2 separate regions of the Mus musculus genome follow, and region 1 is linked to region 2. Evidence: chromatin contacts called from public Micro-C data. All regions are on one chromosome and are shown on one strand. The core of a region is the stretch at or near the end of the contact, and the rest is flanking DNA. Distances in the headings are between cores, read along the strand shown. Region 1 has its middle 7.5 kb from the start of Gm39024. Region 2 holds the start of Chrna7 (cholinergic receptor, nicotinic, alpha polypeptide 7).

Region 1 (7,041 bases), core at 2,954-5,453, 740 kb before region 2:
CAGGTCCTTGGTACAGATAATGACTGGTTGCTTGAAGTCACTTCCTGTTGCTTACCAGTTACCTGAAAGGCAATTAAATCTGATATCTGATGGTCTCTGGCTCTCTTCCCCTTTCCTTGCTGGGGCAGCTTGTACTTTCCCTCTTAGCTTATCAATGGCCAGTGATTATGCGCCCACTGTTTTACATATGAAAGAAGCTTCATACCTCACACGGAAAGCTTGTTACCAGCTGCCAGAGAGTCAACCTCAACTAGTACTGTAGTTTGGAAATATTTTAAAGCAGCTTATTTCGTGATAAAATCAGGCCTGATAGCTGCAAAGTCCCCCAAGGCCCTGCCCCTTGCTGCACGCTTTGTGGAGGACCTGAAGGACAGAGTTGTCTAATCCCCATGCTAGCAGGTAAGATGCCTTGCCCATGCTGCAAGAGTTCAGCAGCTCACAACCATTCCATGTGCTGAGCATTCATGACACCAGATAAGGCCAGCAGCTTCTCACTTCTGCTCTAGCAAGGACAACTGCTCCCTTTGTGTCTGCCCAGCTGAACTGGTCACTAGAACCAGGTGCACAGTCCTAGGAGCCATTGCAAGGATCAAGGGACAGAGCCTGCAGCAATCCAAGGGTCCTCTAAGAATACAGTTGCTCATCAGACAGGATCTTCAAAGAGCCCCAGGCATTCTGTTCGATGATACACATTCCCATCAGGTAACCAGTTTCTTTAAGACTGGAAGCAGAGGTTCCATGATGAGGAAGGGACTCTAGATCCAGTCTAGGCTTTGGTTCTTGTGTGTGGCTTCCCAGAAGTCTCTTCTCTGGCCAGTTTTCTCACCCAGTGAGCTGAGAAGGGAGAACACTCTCCTTGTGTGTCAGAACGGCACATGTGCTGGGCTCACTATTGTTGACCTTGGGCCTGGCAAGAATTGGAGTCAAAAGCATGAAATGCAGCAATCGACCCTGGGCACCCACCCAAGGGAGAGAATTACATGTCATGAATGTCAGATGACCAAGGAGTGGGAGAGGAGGGGACACACACAAGAAGGAAGCATTGTCACTGAGACCAAGCTCCCTTAGATGGTGACTAAAAGGGTGTGTGTGGGGGTGGGTATTGATGTCAGTGCCAGGCTTGGGAGTGGGGGCCATCTGCTCATCAGCAATGGAGCCAAGTCATCTCGAATGCTCCTGTCACACTACAGCAGACACTCTCAGTGTCACCCAGTCTGAGACCGATGGCGGCTCAGTCTCAGAAGCACTTTTGGTTTTAATCTTTGTCCATGTAAACGCACACCAGATGTAAAATCAGCTTTCATCAGGAAAACCCGATGAGTTATTTTGCACTCTGCGAGGCAGAGAGACAGAACATGACGTGAGAACAGCTTTCTACCGACTCCCCAGGGAGTAACAGCTCAGCTTGGTCCCTCTTTACATGTCAACCTGTTAGCCACCATGAGTAGGTTGACTACATGGTCCTCTCCCAACAATTAGTTCTGAAAAGGATAGATTTGGGGGTGGCAACACCTTTGGAGTCCTCAGTGGGTGATTCTTTAGTATCATTGGGGGTAACTTCAATGAGAAGCAGAGGAAGGGAGATGCTCTGGGACACCCCACAGCTAATGAAGGAGCCCCAGGCACAGTGTGGTAGCTGAGGTGCCAGTCACAGGTGTTATGAAATGTCCTGGCTAGCCCAGCCACCTCTGCTCCAGGTTACTAAGTGGAAAGAGAAAAAGAGAGAGAGAGAAAGAGGGAGGGAGAGAGGGAAGGAGAGAGGAAGAGAGAGGGAGAGAGGGAGAGAGGGAGGGAGGGAGGGAGGGAGGGAGGGAAGGAGAGAGAGAGGGAGAGAGAGAGGGAGAGAAAGAGAGAGAGAGGAAGAGAGAGAGAGAAATGGTCAGTGGTGATGCACACTCAGGAGGCAGAGGCATCTTTGTGAGTTCTAGGCCAGCCTGGTCTACAGAGAGTTCTAGGACAGCCAGGATAACAGAGTGAAACCCTGTCTTGAAAACCCAAACTAGGGCATGGTGGCACATGCCTTTAATCCCAGCACTTGGGAGGCAGAGGCAGGTAGATTTCTGAGTTCAAGGCCAGCCTGGTCTGCAAAGTGAGTTCCAGGACAGCCAGGGCTATACAGAGAAACCCTGTCTTAAAAAACCAAAAAAAGAAAGAAAAAAAGAAAAAAGAAAAATCCCAAACTATACCACCACCACTCCAAATAAGAGAAATAAAAATGAATAAAAGGAGATCATGCATAAAATATGGAGAAGGTTTTTATTGTAGATATAAGGGAGAGAGTAGGCAGAGGGAAGTGTATAGGCTGAACACGGCCTGCAGATTAAACCTGACCATGAGAGGAGAGAGTAGGAGGGAGATCAGGAGAGAAGCCACAGATCAAGAGAGGTGTCCCAGGCCAAGAGACCAAAATGGTTGAGTTCCATAGGGATCAGGTTAAGGTTCAAGTAACCTAGGAGGAGCCACAGGTACTGAGGGATGCAGGGAGAGCTGGCCAGTGTTGGCTTTGATATGTTAATAAGCAAGCCAGCCATTTGTCCAGGGTTTCTGAGACCTAACAGTTACATATCATGAGCCAATGAAGATAGTTCCTGGGTACCCTGCAAAGGAGCAAAGATGGTACTGAGTGTCGGCATCTTGCATTTTGATCGAAGAACACTCTATAGAATGAAGTACAGCCCTTACTCCTGGCACCAGTCTCATTTCACACACTTTTGTTGTTTTGCTTCCTCATTCCCATTACCGTAGGCTAATTAAAGAACCCCTTCCACCCAAACTATGGATCCAACACAGTGACAGTCCAAGAGGCCCAGCTCCCCTCTAAGTCTAAGGATGGAGAGGAAGAACATGGAGCACAGAGGCCGCTAGGGTTTGCCTATTGAATCCATCCCTAAGTCATTGGGGGTTGTAAGGTTCTATCCCTAGCATGGTGGTAACAGGAAAGGGAGACCCTTTAAAATGAGTGAGGTATTTAGGCTGCTGGGAAGACCCAAGCCATGAATTTCAGAGTTGGCCTCACCATCTGCTCCTGCCCCAAAATGCCGCTTGCCACAGGCCCAAAGCTGCAGCCAAAAGACCAAATTGTGAGCCAAAAGAAGGCCTGTCCCTCTGAGAATTGCTGTGTGCTAACAGTCAATTTACACAAAGATGCTCTTTCCTCAAAGCCCCAGTGCAGAGGTGAGGCAGCTGTTCTCCTCTGTAAACAACTGGAGCTCGCTGGGCTAGGGTCCCACCTAATTGCAAAGGTACATGGACTCTGTGGTCACGGCAACTGTGGAAAGGGCTTTCCTGATTTTAGCTTTTCCCTGAATCAAGTCATAAATCATCCTCTGTCTCTATTGGGGCACTTGTATCAGGGCCCCTTGTAGATTAAAAGGTCCGAGGTGGCCAGGCCTGATGGCACACTCCTTTAATCCCAGCACTTGGGAGGCAGAGGCAGTGGATCTAATTGAGTTTGAGGCCAGCCTAGTCTACAAATTGAGTTCCAGGACAGCCAGGGCTACACAGAGAAACCTTGTCTCAAAAAAAAAAAAAAAAAGCAAAATGAAACAAACAAAAAAGTCCATTTAAGGATGGCAAGGTTGTGTCCTTGGTGTTGCTTCTAGGTGATTTTTTACACCTAGGGCAAGGGAGTGTTGAGTAATGATCAGGTGTGCTGTTTTGCTTAGGAGTAATGATAAGAAAGCCTAGATGAAAGCCAGGTGTGGTGGCAGCACTCAGGAGGCAGAGACAGGTGGATTTCTGAGTTCGAAGCCAGCCTGGTCTATAAAGTGAGTTCCAGGACAGCCAGGGCTATACAGAGAAACCCTGTCTTGAAAAAAAAAAAACAAAAAACAAAAAACAAAAGACAAACAAACAAAAAATAAACAAAAAAAGAAGCCTAGACTTGTTCAGTACAAATGCAATTTTAAAAAGTTGTTTTCAGTTGGCAGGTGGCAATGCAGGTGTGTCATTGGCCAAAATGAGGGCATGCAGTGTGCATAGGGTGTATGCTTCTTCTAGCAGAATATTCTCACAAGTCACACAGCATAGGGTAGGTATGCATTCTTGCCACCGCTTAAGGAATTGCTTAGGGTCTTCAGATGAACCATGCATTTTCCTCTCACAGTAGGGACACTGTTTTGTGCTTTGTGCTCTTGTCAACAAAGGCTAAAACCAAACTGCCTGGGTGGCTTCCTTCCGGATCGAGGTACTAGCCCAGGTGGCTATGTAGGAATCTGCTGTTTGAAGTTGTGGACTGAGGTCTCTTTTCTAGGCAGCTGTGGGCCAGGGCCACTTTTAGGAACTAGAAGGCCACCCTCATTCCCTGTTGTGAGCTATTCGACTTCTTGGCCACTTCTCCATCGCTGTCAGGCTTCTGGTCTCTTCACCTCCCAGTCTGTGACCTCCCTGACCTCTAGTCTCAAACTTGTGTCTGAACTCCATTCTGGGCTTTCAGTTTCTGACCCCTCCCCTGCAACCTTTAGTCTCTCAGGCCTCCATTTGTAACCCCCTGGACTGGTAGATTCTCTGAGGAAGACCCCCACCCCCACCCCCAGTCCTTTGACCTCAGGATCCAGACTGAATAAGCTCAGGTGACCAGCTGGTTCACATCCTCTCATGTTAGTTATCTCCTTAGCCTAACCGCAACTGATTAGGGACATCAATTACATCTCATGCCAGAAACACTGGACCAACAGCAGTGGGGTGCTGGCTTCTACCGCCTGCCGAAGCACTGCTACTTCTGATTTTCAGTTCAGGGTGTGGTCTGTTGATTTCTCCAGTTGATGTGGGTGTGGCCTTTTCCTTCTGCTTGTTCCCATGCACACACCTTACTGTCCTTGGAGAAACCGATTAGATTACGATACCTTTGCTCATTACCACCACAGTGGGGACACTTCCATGGAAGCTAATTTTTCCATCCGTTTCATTTGCTAATTATTTCAAAACTCCAATGTTTCTGACGGTGCTTGCAGTCTTCTCAAGTTAGGTCAGTGCCCCTGGAAACCGTGGGTGCTTTCCTGCTCAGGTCCATTCCTGCCTTCAGAGCCGCTTGGGACCTTTTCCCGAGGGAGAATGCTGTTCCAGCCTATCCAGGGTAGGGTTAGGAAATACCATAGCCAGGACTGGAGAGATGGATTGAGGTTAAGATTTTGCAGAGGACTAGGGTTTGGCTTCCAGCACCAATATGGTGGCTCACAACTCCAATTCCAGGGGATTGGATGGCCCCTTCTAGTCACCTCAGGTTCCAGGCACATACATGGTATTTCTAAAATAAAAATAAATAAATCTTTTACACACACACACACACACACACTACCATATTCTGTAGAGGATACAGGCAGTAGACATCTATTTCTCACACTTTCGAATTATGGGAAGTCCAAGATCCAGATACGGGAAGATTCCATGTCAGGTAAGGATCTGACTACCGTTGGCTATATTCTTGTATAATCTCACACAGTGTGTGTGAGAGCATGTGTGTTTTCTGTGCTTCCTCTGTAGTCTCTGTGTTGTTGAGTCATGACTTTGCTCTGTAGCCCATGTTGGCTATAAACTCATTTTGGTTTTGTTGTTGTTGTTGTTTTTGAGACAGGGTTTTCCCATGTAGAACTTACTCTGTAGACCAGGCTAGTCTTGAACTCAGTGATCTGCCTGCCTCTGCAATCGGAGTGTTGGAATTAAAGCTAGTTTATGCTAATATTTTAATCTGTCTCTCACCTTGTGTGTAATCCTTTGGATAAATTATTTATTAATTATTTATATGTAAATTTAATAGATTTATTAATTATTATATGTAAACACACTGTAGCTGTCTTCAGACACACCAGAAGAGGGAGTCAGATCTTGTTACGGATGGTTATGAGCCACCATGTGGTTGCTGGGATTTGAACTCAGGATCTTTGGAAGAGCAGTCCGGTGCTCTTACCTGCTGAGCCATCTCACCAGCCCCTTGTTTGTTTTTTGTTTTTTGTTTTTTTCAAGACAGGGTTTCTCTGTATAGCCCTGGTTGTCCTGGAACTCACTTTGTAGATCAGGCTGGCATGGAACTCAGAAATCCGCCTGCCGTGCCACCACGCCCGGCATTGGGTTATATTCTTGATTGACTCCTTTTTCTTCATTTCCTCACACCCGCTTTTTGTTGTTGTTTGTTTCTTTGTTTTGTTTTTCTAGACTGGGTTTCAAGGTGCATTCCTGGATGTTTTGGAATTTGCTCTGTAGACCAAGCTGGCCTCCAACTCGCAGAGATCAGCCTCCCAAGGGCTGGGATTAAAGGCATGTGCCACCAGTGCATAGCTAGCACCAAATTTTTTGTTTTGTTTTGTTTTGTGTTTTGTTTTTTCTGGGGCCAAATCTTTTAAACTAGACAATTCAGAAAGGCTAAGGTCAAACCCCAGCCAATGGGGAAAAGATGAAGTCACCATCTGAGTTAAAGTCACTTCCTATCTCAAAGTGCTCACTCCTCTAAGCACACTCTCTGGATCTATGGTAAAATTTTACCATGTCAAAACACTTTGATTGGACTGTTAGTCTCTTTTATGACACACCACCCCCAACTAGTTTTTTTCTTTCTTTTTTTTTTTTTCCCGAGACAGGGTTTCTCTGTATAGCCCTAGCTGTCCTGGAACTCATTTTGTAGACCAGGCTGGCCTCGAACTCAGAAATCCTCCTGCCTCTGCCTCCCGAATGCTGGGATTAAAGGCGTGCGCCACCACACCTGGCCCAACTAGTTTCTAATACAGCTAAGACATTCACTCCATTTTGAGTCCTTGCAAGGCTGGGACTCAAAATAACCCTTGCTTTAAGTTTATACACATAGAACGCTTATGCTCCTAGGCTTGAGGGAACCGCTGAGACCCCAGAAAGACATAGTCCCCAATGTCTACTTCATGAGATGCTGAGGAGCATAGCCACAAAGGAGAAACCTTGGGAGTAGGGCAAGAGTTACTGAAGGAAGAATTTCCTCTCATGGGGAGGGCAATATTTGCCCTGCAAACCAGCAAGGTCATTATGGATACTACAGGCTGCCTGCCTGTCCCCCAAGTTGGTCTATGTTGTGGTGTT
Region 2 (6,799 bases), core at 691-3,190:
AAGTCTAGACTTCCATCCTTGAGTCTGCCCTTGCTCTGCCTCTCCTTAGGCTAAGGCAGCACCATCAGTTTGTGGAGTGTGTAGGGTTTGTTTCCAGTTGCCTTTATAAACTTGGATACATTGTGTTTCCTTTTACCTTTTCTTTATGCTGAGGATGGGATTAAGCAGTGAGCCTACACATATGAGTAAACTCTATACTCTCAGATTATTTTACACTGCACAGATGAAAGTAACTGGGTCTCATTGAGAGCACTAGGTGCTTTCAGTCTTCTCAGAACTGAGGAACTGAGTTAATGGGTTGTTTGCAGAGCCTCCAGGTGTCTGCCCAAGCATAGGTCATAAACAGGTATTGACCAATTGTCCCACCCAAAGACGATTATTTCCTTGGTTGCTGATCTTACAGGGCATAGCTTTAGTGGTATGTTTGGGGGCCCCTAAATGTGACTCCCCAACTCAGTAAGGATGTAATCATGGTTTCTGTAATGTGATCCCAGTTGGCCACACTCAGGAGAAGTTGGTTTTCCTGGCTTATCCCTCTGTAGTGCTAGCGAGGGCTCTTAGGCACTTTCAGACTGAGAATAGAAGAGAGAGCCCTTCCATCCCACCACCAGTGCAGATGGTTTTCTGCTTCTAGCCGATGCTGTGTGCTTCCCCTTCTCTGATGTTTTTTTTTTTTTTCCTTCTCTCCTATCTTCCTGGCAGTGAATGCTTTACAGCTCATTCCTTCACCAAGTGCCTGCTTTGTGATGTTCCTGCTGTTGGACATAGGATGAGGAGTACCCAGGTGCCAGATATACACCCAACTGTTTGCCACATGCCTCTGCCTGCTGTCCCCTTCCCATGTGGAATACTGGGTCTCCTTTGACGGGAGCCCTGGTCAGTTGTCTGTCTTTTGTTTTTTTGTTTTTGCTTTTTTTTTTAAATGAACTTTCTCCCAAAACAGTTTTCCCCCCTTTGCTCTTAACCTGAAGCTGTGAAACCTTATACCAACTCTTTATACTTCTATTAGTAATCAACATGGGAATCCTTCAAGATACTCATTTCCAGGGTATTGCATGCCACTGCTCCTGCAAACCAAGCAGCTGGAGTCACTATCCCCTTCCCACCACTTCCAGTTTAGTCACTTTTTTTTTTTTTTGATAAGCCTGTCCCTCTTTTTTAGTGTTGTACTTTCTAACCCATTGGAGCAACAGTCTGATGACACAGGTGTTATGGAGTCTGTGGGAAGAGAGGATGGATTCCGCTAACGGAAACCAGAGTAGTCATCAAGGTGTGCTTTCTGTACTTCCGGGGACAAATGGGGTAGCCTAACTCACTTCTGACTGCTCTCATTAGTACCATCCTCCCAATATGGCAGCAAGGAAGATACCTCTAGACCAGGGTCTCTGTGGCTGATCTCCCTCAGTCCTTACTTGTTCATTTACTGTTCTTTGAATCAAAGAGGCCGACAGAATCAAGTTTTGGCTTGTCTTTTCAGAAAGGGATTGGAGTTAATGTTCCAATTTTCTGAATCTGTTTTAAAAGAAAGTGAGACTAGGTCAGGCTTTCTGCTGATAAAGTATGTTATGCCTCAGGAAGGAGCTAATCGCTGGAAACACCAGGTCTTGCAGGGAAAACATAGGCTTACTCCTGCGTGGTCTACCTTGTCTGGCTGGAGAAACTTCTGAGTTTGCGATGCAGATTCTGGTACCAGAGAGAGTCCTGGAGGACTGGGTCTGAAAACTGTTACTGGTGTGAGTACAGAGCACAGTTGGTAGCAGGAGCAAGTAGCTCGGGGTCAGAGGCCATCAACTAGCTGAGCAGGGATGCAGTTCCCGGGGCGGCCACGGAGCTGCGCGGCTCAGAGAGCGCTCGCGAGGCGGGGGCGCGCTGTCACGTGTGGGGGTGCGCGGCGGCGGCGGGCGCGCGCAGCGCTTTAAAGGCGCGGAGGCGGCTGGAGCGGCAGCTCGGCCCCGGCGGACGGCGGGACACGGCGGCTGCTCCGGCGACATGTGCGGCCGGCGGGGAGGCATCTGGCTGGCTCTGGCCGCGGCGCTGCTGCACGGTAACCTCAGCGCGGCTTCGGCCCTACTCCCCGCGGCGGGCTCCGGGGAGCAGACTCCGGCGGGCAGGCGGGCGGGCGGGTGGTCCCGGGTTGCGGCTGGGCGGCGGGGCTGAGATGCTCTGGGGCGGGGTGGCGGCCCCGTGCTGAGGCCCGCTGGGCGCTCTGCTTCCTAAGTGTCCCTGCAAGGCGAGTTCCAGAGGAGGCTGTACAAGGAGCTGGTCAAGAACTACAACCCGCTGGAGAGGCCGGTGGCCAACGACTCGCAGCCGCTCACCGTGTACTTCTCCCTGAGCCTCCTGCAGATCATGGATGTGGTGAGTCTGGCGGGGCGCTCGGGCCACACACCCTCCTGTCCCGGACCAGGTTGCGCTTCGGGCAGGACCCCCAGCCACCTGTGCATGGGTACTTGGGTCGCATCTTTCTTTTAGCTAGAAACTCCCGGCCAAAGTGTCCTAAGCTGGGAGTCAGTAGCAGGAACAGGCTTCCTTGGTCACTTTCAGACTCCCTTAGAAAGAAAACTAGTGCAGCTCTGCGCCCGGAGCCCGGAATAGTTTAGATACTTACAAGCTTTTCTTCCTCTTTAGTGACTGCGTAGTGCCTTGGTGGGGGCCTGGCTTTTCGGCTGCCAATCTGTTTGGGGAGAAGGCCAACTGTAGGTGTCTAGAAGCGTTCCCATTAGGGGGATGGTCATTGGTTTTATTTTGTGGAGACGACAGTTGTGGGCGATCCTTTTTGGAGAATTCCAGGCAGCTAGTAGCAGTCCTCTGGACCCCTTGCAGCAAGCCACACCCCTGCAGTATCTGTGACAGCTTGGTTTTTTTCTTCTGCCAGCTGGGCTACTTTTTACGATTTTTTATAGGTGGAGTCTTCCAAATGATGCCAATACTTAGAAAGTGTTCCAGTGTCTGTTCTCTAGGTGGGTAAGGCTGGAGCAAAGGGATTTTTGTGTTCATCAGGAGAAACTACTGTGAGCAAAGAGGTACCAAAAGAACTTTGGTAAAGTGGCATGGCAGGTGGTACTTCCCACTCCTGCCCTCACTCCTAGGCTGTTCCTTTTAATCTAGTTAGTTCTCATGATGAATGGCTTCTCACTTCATACTATACCCGTTAAATCTGCATCTCTTCCCATGACAGAATCCTACTTTATTAAGTGTGCACTGCACAGTGTGTGTGTGTGTGTGTGTGTGTGTGTGTGTGTGTGTGTGTGTGTGATTTATCATGAGAGATGTAGAAGACAGCTGCTGCCTCGTGGACGATTGTTTTCTAAGTTTACAGAGCACAGACTACAGGGAAGGAAGAAGAAGAAGAAATCTTGTTGGTTTGGAGTCTGAGTGACAGACAGTGAGGAGGAGATTCTGCCATGGAGCAGAACATAGTTCAGAGAGAAGTGGAGGAGGGAGGCAGTGAGGGGGAGGAGGTGCAAAGGCTCCTGGGCATTTGGGTAGGGTAGACCTACAGGACAGTTCAGTTAAGTGGTGGAGACATTGTCCTTATTGCTTCTGGTTGACTTTGGGAAGTATCATAAACATCTTGAGGTTTGGCTTCCCTGCTAACAGAATGGTGGACACCTACATACTTCACTGGGCACCATGATCCATGAGGAGCAAGGAAAAAAAAGAGATAATGTCAAGATTCCTCAAAGTCAACTACATCATTATAGTTATTTTCCTGCAAAAAGTATACAAGGAAGGGTAAAGTAGCTAAGCTAACATGTTCCATAAAAACCACAAAGTAAGATGACTTCTCTGTCCCTACTTGCCCAGGGTCTACTTTGGCAAGCTGGCCTTATTGTATGCTTCATAGCAGCCTCTGGCTGGGTAGTAAGCTTTATGGTATAGGGGCTAGTCAGCTGTAGAGCTTGTGCAAAGAAATAGAGCAGGCCTGGCAAGCTTATTGAAAAGGAAAAGCCTCTTTAGAATTCAGGTTAATATGTCAATAAGGCTTGCTGACCTGTAGAAGTTAAGTTGTAAGCTAGGATTAATGATGTGGAAAAACTTAGTTATGTTATACAACTATTTAAAAAAATTAAAGACAACAAACTATAAAACTTTAAGTTATTGCCATATCAGTTAGGAAAAAAAAAACCATATGAAGAGGGTCATGAACAGAGGTCAAGGGGAGAGTGAGGTTTGAGAAAATCTCCCTCTCCCCTTGGCCTCAGATCTAGCTGCGGACATACTGAGCTTCCCACTAGGCAATGCTGCATGTTTGTGGAGTGGCCTTGAGAAAGCTACTTAACTTTTCTCAGCCATGCTCTCTCATGTGTAAAATGAGAACAATCATATCCACTTCACGGGTTTTGAGAGGATTAAAAAAGAGAAGTTCTTGCCACACGCTGATAATTTGCTGAAAGCTTACTCCATCTTAATTATGTAGTGACTTCATTCAGAGGTCACGAAGTCTATTCCTAGAGAGGTGTGGTCACTTACCCAAGGATGCCCAAAGACTGCAGGCAGTCTGCTAAGGAAAACTCAAATGGAGTTTCTTTGCATGCCCTTTGCCTATCATAAGCTTTTTAGACTTGGTAACTTACTTTTGTAGAACAGAGCTAGCTTAATCTACTTAAACTGGATACGCGGTAGCTGATTGAATATGTGTGTCCTAAGCTCCTGGGTGAGAAGGAGGTTTCTACATCAGGCACAAGGAAATATGCAAGCATTTGTATTCTAATCCCGTTTGGCTCTGCCCCGTTTTTTTTTTTTTTTTTTTTTTGAAGCAGAGCCAGGTCTTTCTTGCTGAAATCTCAGCACTCTGGACAGAGGCACCAGCTCTCAGGAGGGCTATGAGTCTTCTCCTGTGGTGGAATCTCTTTACAAATTCATCTCTAGGGGGTCATTTTGCTCATTTCAACCTATTGTTCCATAGTCTAGAATTTATTTCTTACAACTTATTATTGCTTCCCCCCCTTTTCAGCAAAATGTCCTGCCTTCAGGGATGCATAGATGGCATATGATGCCACATATACATTTTATTCATACAAGATGGTTTGCACCATCAGCATGTTCCACCTCTGTTTATAGGGCTCCCAGTGTAAGCCTTGTTAGGCTCTGAAAGTTTACAGATGAACAAGAGAGGACTTTCACCTCTAGAGGCAACATGATCTGATTGGCTCTAAGACTAAGAAGAAAATCTAAGATTTTCACATGTGATGGAATTTGACATAGTTTTCAAAGTGCTGAAGATTGCACACTAGGGGACATTTATTTCCAATGACAGAGGCTGGGGTGGTTTCAAAGAACAAGAGGTTGGATTTTCAATAGGAGTTTCCCAGATAGAGAAAGTAGAAAGACTTCCCTAAGTAATGGAAACAGAGGGAAGGGAGATTGTAAATGTAAGGGAGGAGACACTCCTTCAACAGGGTGTGTTCATGAAATCCTGGCTCCTACCTTTAGCAAGGTGTTTCCATAAGGTCCTAGCTCCCTGCCTTCAACTAGGTGTTTCCATGGACTGCTCTCAGTTGATGTTTGCTTCAGGTTTAACCGAAAGACTTCTTAGGAAATTTATGCTTTCTTAGAAGTTCAAAAATATTGATCAATTCATAAATACTTTTATCAACCTTTCTTCTAGTATGCTTCTAAAAAAGTATGTGATTTTTCTCTGGTAGTAAGGGGTAGTGTGTAAAATATCTCGAATATGCTACAGAATTCACAGACTGACTTGTGATCTACCTGAGTGCCACAGACTCTGTGCTTGAAGAGGTAGCATTCCAGGACTTTGAAAACCTATAAGACTAGCTTGCCAGAGCCTATTTTCCTAGAAATGGAAACATTCTAACCGTAGCTTTTTATTAAATCTAATAAGTATGAATTATAGATGAGAATGAGAAAATGTGCATATGTTTTAAAGATAAAACATGGGTCTTTAGAGGATTTTCTGTAGCCACTGTGGTCTGTTCTAGTTATTTGGCTATCCCCTTGGTGAGGCATTTGGTAGAGAGTGGGAAGGCATGGCAAATTTCTTCCCGCAGGGGCGGGAAGTATCAGGATCTATATTTAGAAGATACAAAATGTGGGGCAGGCCAGAGAGGAAAGAAAATTTGGGCAAGGATACAGAGATCTTTGCTAGTTTATTTTCTGTTGCTCTAGCAAAATAGCCAAGATTGTAAGTTATAAGAAAAGGATTTATTTTGGTTCCTGGTTCTAGAAACTGGAAAGTCCAGGATTATGGTCATGGCATCTTCTTAGGTTCTAGTGAGGGCAGAAGTGCAAGTGAGCACATGTGAAAGAGACTGGGCACAGGGGCACATGTGAAAGAGGCTGGAGACAGGGGGCAGCATGCAAAAGAGGCTGGGCACAGGGGCAGCCTTGAGTTGTTTGTGCTCCTTGAGGTAATTGATCCAATCTCTTGAGAACTAAACAAGTCCCATGAGAACGACATTAATTCTAGAAGACACTGTCCCCAGGACTCATACACTAGTCACTAAGGCTCACCACAACATTACAGTATTAAAGAATAAACATTTTAATGTATAGGCATTTGGGGACACATTTAAACTAGCCAGGGTCAAGCACAGCATGGCCTCTATGGAAGTGTGGAGGAGGAGAAAGATTCAGGAGGTTCCTTTTGGATATACCATCCATGGTACATAGTTATTTATAAGCATCATGTGTGTGCATTCATGTGCATGCAAGGTCAGTTAGGTGGAAGTACTCCCTTAGTCCTAATGTTTACTCAGGTAAATAGTGATTCTTAATTTAACTTTCACTGGGCTGAGAATGAGGTAATGCATAGGAAATCATTCTGAGAACTTGTAGA

Evidence for each region. A called contact is a pair of places that touch in the nucleus more often than the background predicts.
Region 1: a Micro-C map of embryonic stem cells shows a contact between it and region 2, with 2.7 times the contacts expected there. The contact joins the enhancer-like site here to the promoter of Chrna7 in region 2. A contact is called at or near these places in 1 of 484 Hi-C or Micro-C datasets (embryonic stem cells) and 1 of 115 datasets of contacts at active chromatin or transcription factors (astrocytes).

Annotation. Positions count from the first base shown.
Region 1 is chr7:63,945,408-63,952,448 of GRCm38.p6, reverse strand. No RefSeq gene overlaps it. Among named protein-coding and RNA genes, the nearest start is that of Gm39024, 7.5 kb to the left of the region's middle. Within about 2 kb of position 4,203, at least 21 of the 459 cell types and tissues checked have an H3K27ac peak or open chromatin away from gene starts, as enhancers often do. A contact at or near this core is called in embryonic stem cells, where this site is marked.
Region 2 is chr7:63,207,667-63,214,465 of GRCm38.p6, reverse strand. It overlaps Chrna7 (cholinergic receptor, nicotinic, alpha polypeptide 7), which reads left to right and starts at 1,940. Exons shown (of 10, transcript NM_007390.3): 1 at 1,940-2,044; 2 at 2,219-2,358. The coding sequence starts at 1,990.